2 separate regions of the Oncorhynchus mykiss genome follow, and region 1 is linked to region 2. Evidence: chromatin contacts called from public Hi-C data. All regions are on one chromosome and are shown on one strand. The core of a region is the stretch at or near the end of the contact, and the rest is flanking DNA. Distances in the headings are between cores, read along the strand shown.

Region 1 (2,700 bases), core at 185-2,684, 220 kb before region 2:
CTTCATTGAACACATAGCTATTGAAATGTAATTTATTTGTGTCACCAGAATGTTCAAGACAGTGATGCTTTCTTGCCCTGTCTACACCATTCTGGGACCTGATGGCTCCCTCTCAGTAAGATCAACTCACGACGCAAGAACATGTAGGTCATTTCTGAGAAGAAAAAAAACTGTGCCATGCACCCACAGTCTTCATCTGAAGCTATTGATGATGGAGAGTGGTTTGGTGGGGACCAGGGGCGCAACTTTTACTGGAGACAGGGAGGACATTCACCACATTCTGAAATAGCATTTTTGACCCCCCCCCCCCCCCCCCCCCCCCCCCCCCAGTTTTATCATTTGAATGTGATACAAAACGAGGCAATTGTGCTTTAGGACCATGCAGACGCATCCGAGAGGTCGGGTAGGCTGTTTGGATTGTTTATCTGTCTGAATTAAAAAATACATATAATCAAAATAATTATGTTCCCCCCCACTTCTAAAACCAAAGTTGCGCCCCTCGTGGGGGCATACAGTACTTCACTATTTTGCAACTCGGGATAAATTGCCTATGGGTGTCACGGTAACAAGTGCTCTACTTCACCACTAGCCTATCAGAGAGGAGGTTAACATTTTAATACAAGTTTTTGCTGAGTCCTGAGTTATGGAGGACGACACAGTTGTTCACTTGGCCAAAGAATATTAGTCTATTTGTTATCTGGGTTTACAGACTCCTCTGGATGGTAAAAGTGGAGAGCAAACAAATTGCAGCAATTATGAAGGCAAGCCGTGCAGAAAACCTTTTGACATTAATGCAATTTCCTATTTTAAAAATGGAAAAGATGGGACGGCCATAAATTAACAATAAGATGGAGAAGATGTAGACTGGGCTACAGTGGGAAATAACATATTTTATTCATGGAACAGTTTGGCCTAACATTTAATTGAACTGGTGCAAAACATACAGAGCATTCGAGATGCTAGATATAGGCTACCTAAGTATGATTCAAAAACAGTGACATAGGCTACCCCTAAACTGTGTCATAAAAAAAACATGGTTTGGGACTCCAAATAAAATAGACTTAATTACCAGCTAGGACAAAAACAAAGGGGATCTATAAAAATGTGCATGATGATTTCATTTTCACTTATCTACACGTACACAACCACCCTATAGGATATACTGCACATAGGCTACACAGTACATGTTCTTAGACTTCTGGTAATAGTGCTTGCATTAATGGTACTAAAGCACCCTCAAGTGGATAAGACTCTTGCCAGAAAACCATAGGCCACCTTCATCTCATAATGTCCATATCAATCCAGGTGGAATACATACATTTTGTCATTATACTTTTTTGGATTATATGCTTAATTTGTAACGTTACATAATTTATTATGGGCCAATTGTCCACTAAATCCATCATAGCTATGAACTCAATAGGTGGCGGTATTGCATGTGTAAATGTGTAGGTCTAGTCTCCTGAATTGAACCCAGAGAAGAAGAAGAACGGAGACGGCGAAGAGGAAATTGAGCTAAAACGAATATATTTTAGGCTACAATGTCGCTTGTCCTACAATTCAAATGACGGGTGTTACATTGTTTCTCATGTTCCTCCTAAATGTAGGCATACTTACTTTTTCCGATGTTGCTAGTTGTAGTGACGTTTGGCAAACTATCAGGAAGTCCAACTGCTCTGCAGACACTGATGTTGATTTTGAGTCGTTTAGGAAACAATTTCATCGGAATTATAAACTCCACAGCGATTGTTATGATCGGCGCAGATCTTATTTTAAGGTAGGCCTGTCGGTGTTATGGCTTTTTCGTATTTATATTAGTTGAATTAAACTGTATTTGCAGCTGGGGAGTTGCAGCTGTGTGCGGGCACTGTGTCAGAAGAGAGACTAACGTGATTTGCGTAGGAAGAGGGATGGATATACTGTAGGTTTATCAAAGTTTTGAAATATGTTCGTCAATTAACAAATAAATTAAGTGGGGGGTAAGACTATTGTTATACCTTCTGGATATTCCATGAGAGTTAGCCTACTGTGACATGTACAGTGACATTGTGGTCTGTTGCAGAATTCCATCAAAAGGCAGGCATACCTGAACTCATTGTCAACAGACAAAGACTCAGCAAAATATGGCATTAACCAGTTCTCGGATTTATCAATAAATGAATTCAGAGGTAATACTATGCAAAACAAAAACGAATGTATTTGTTTCCCAGTGAACAAAACTGATTGACTGGGTTAGTATTGATTATTAATTTTATATTTAAACCAAAATAAACATGGAGGCTAACCAAACGCCACATTAACTGGAAGAAGATCGCTATAGCCTACTTGAACACTGAAATGTAATTGGACTTTCTCTACAGACCTGTATTTGACTGCCACAGCTGAAACAGTCCCTCCCTACTCAGGACTGAAGACAGGGGGACTGCCTGCCAAGTTTGACTGGAGGGACCAGTCTGCAGTCGGATCAGTACAGAATCAACAAGCAGTAAGAGCTTCCTTTTCCTTAAGATATCAACATACTTGTCTTTTCAAGGTGACACACTTCCTTATTGAAGTTGACTTTGAACTCTGTCTAGAGGTTTTCTCCTCATAGAAGTAAAAAACACTCACTTTGTATTAACTTCTATGAAGAAAAAACCTCTTGACATTGACCTCATGTATGTAAGTGTTATGTTGTGTCACCGTAACCTTGTCCCCAGG
Region 2 (2,700 bases), core at 145-2,644:
AATTCATGAGTTGGTGATTTGCACAACTTTTTTTTGTATTAGCCAACACTGTAAAGGCAGAGCAATAAAACACATCATTATTAGGCCTTGCAATTCAATTTGACAAGTTTGACAAGTTCAGTGTCTCAACCATAAACTGCTATAGTGTGCATACAGCTATACGCTATTAATGGATTATTCAGGCCAATCAACTAATGGTTCAGTCAACAACTGATAAAAAAAAAGATGAATCAGTTGAATCATAAATGTTTAACCAATGCCTTTAACATGACCATTCAATAACGATTAGATCATTAGCTCCCTTCAAACCCCACAAGTAAAATGTATGTCACATAAGAAGTCAACACTTGACTGACAAGAGGGCTAATTATTGCTTACTCGGGCTACAGCACACAACAAAGGTCAGGATCACTAACTCCTTGTATCGGATTCATTGGTATTAGTAATCAACGAATAGGGAAAAAAAAAAAAAATCACCCATTTGAATTGACCGACAGCCCAAATGATTTCACATGCTATAAGCATGCATGATATTTTATGTCTTCTTATGAGACTATAGACTCATACAGTATGTGCACGTGGTGTCCTTTCTCACTGTCTTTTATGCTGACATGCAACATTTATTCATAGGATTGAGCTGTGATGCTTATTCTACACAACTATAGGGACATTGTTTATTGAAAAGCTGTGGAGGACATTGTGAAAATTGTATCACAAAGGGCATGTGTGATTGACGAAGTTATATCCTATAAGGGCAATCCTTTTAGCCTCTGCTCTTTCATTTTGATCAATAACACAGAACAAGTTATACTCCATATATTCTCTCTTCATTGTTCCCCAACAGACACCTTGTAACAATCACTGTATGTCATGCCATGTTTAAGGACTAACCAATGAATAAAATATCAGTGAAAATTGTATTTTCCAAATGAATAATGTAAAGGATGACACACTACTAAGGTTCACTTCTCAAGGTTAGACTTGATTGTTTTGTTACTTTCCCTGTGTAGCCTGTGCTTTTGTCTTCTTTTGTTTGAGATGAGAAGATCAAATTAAATCCACTGTTTTCAGGTCTAGCAAAACGTTGAATCCAATATCTCCCGCAACTAACATTAATCGTGAACCTATTTTAAATGGATGGAGTCAGTCCATTTCTATTTCACAGATTTATTGCTAGGCTACAGTTGTGAATGAGTTAACATGTGTGATCTGAATTTAGATAAGCGTTGGCATAATGAGCGCAGCAAACATGGTATTTTTTATTGTTCACTTTATCAAGTTCCATGCAATTGCAGAAAAGCAATGCAGAGCATGAAGCTGTATTTCAACATATGCATTGCACTGAAAAGATACACTGGCCCTTTAATGAAAAGCCTGCCCACTAGTCATGTGCCAAAACAAGGAAGTCGAAAAATGAACGTTCATTCTTAGTGAAATTCTTCATGAAAGCTAGGTTTATTTTTAACCAACTAATTTCAAAACGCCTCGTATATTTTCGAAATACTGTGGACCGTTAAAAAAATCACTTGCAATTAACATGTTCTGGAAAAAAATTGCAGTTGAAACTGAAAGCTAACGTTATTTATTTTGCAAAACTTTTGTCAAAATGCATCTGTGTTTTATATTGATGTTTTTGTTGCCATTTGGTCACGCAACATTGCCTCTTGTTATAAACACATGGCAATTCGAGCATGCTACAGCGGCAGGTAACTATATTCTATCATTTTGTTCTTATTGTTGCAAATAAGTTATCAATTTTGATACAACTTTATCAAATGATACATTGTAAGAAAGACATTCATGAAGTTAGCTAGTTAGATCTGTCCTGCCAGCCCAAGAGATGAATGTGGCCCTCTAAAATATTTCGATTTTATTTTCTGAGTTGATGTGGACAATCCAAGCTGTCGAAATATCACCAGTTGGCATACTAATCCTTGGCAACTGGGGGGGGATCATTGACCAAATGGTTCTTTGGCAGCCTAGGCCTATTCCTTTTTATGGGCAATCCCTTGAGATGGTCATGTTATCTGGCAGGATTGGGACTGTACCGTCTGGCACTCTGATAATATGTGACCAAAATCATGTCTAAATACTGTGAAAAAGTTAAATATTGTGTGCTTCTAGGTTCTACCTCTGCTATATATTGTGAGGGTTGCGTGGGAACCAACATATTATTGTATGTACAAATGATGCTCTTGGGACCCATTCATGTTGAATTGGTGAATCGGGAGGCACATCCATTGATTTTTTATAGAGCATATTTTCACGTGTAGACTTATTCCTAGAATGTAGCAAGACAGTAAGAATATTGCAAAGTCAAACACTCATCTGTCTGTCTGTGACTCTCTCTCTTAAAGCGTGGACTGCTCTGCAGGCTGGGGGCTCTGTGCTGGATGCCGTGGAGAAGGGCTGTGCCCGCTGCGAGGCTGACCAGTGTGATGGCAGTGTGGGGTTTGGAGGGAGCCCAGATGAGAGAGGAGAGACCACCCTGGATGCCATGATCATGAACGGGCAAGTCATACCCACTAACTAGTCATTAGAGTAGGGCTTAGGGGTGTCTAAAACCAATTGATCCCATTTCAGTCAATACAATGTTTAATTAAGTTATTTTTTGGAAATATTATTAATGTTCTTCATTAAAGGTTTCCTGGTTTTGTGTGGATGCAGTAATACAATGGAGGTGGGCGCTGTAGGAGACCT

Evidence for each region. Hi-C and Micro-C count contacts between places; a contact is called where the count stands out from the background.
Region 1: a Hi-C map of liver shows a contact between it and region 2, with 3 times the contacts expected there. The contact joins the promoter of ctso here to the promoter of aga in region 2. A contact is called at or near these places in 2 of 3 Hi-C or Micro-C datasets (blood and liver).

What each region holds. Positions count from the first base shown.
Region 1 is chr14:17,633,315-17,636,014 of USDA_OmykA_1.1, reverse strand. It overlaps ctso (cathepsin O), which reads left to right and starts at 1,434. Exons shown (of 8, transcript XM_021561404.2): 1 at 1,434-1,777; 2 at 2,063-2,168; 3 at 2,406-2,485. The coding sequence starts at 1,565.
Region 2 is chr14:17,417,343-17,420,042 of USDA_OmykA_1.1, reverse strand. aga (N(4)-(beta-N-acetylglucosaminyl)-L-asparaginase) reads left to right here and starts at 1,394. Exons shown (of 9, transcript XM_021561398.2): 1 at 1,394-1,706; 2 at 2,358-2,511; 3 at 2,668-2,700. The coding sequence starts at 1,607.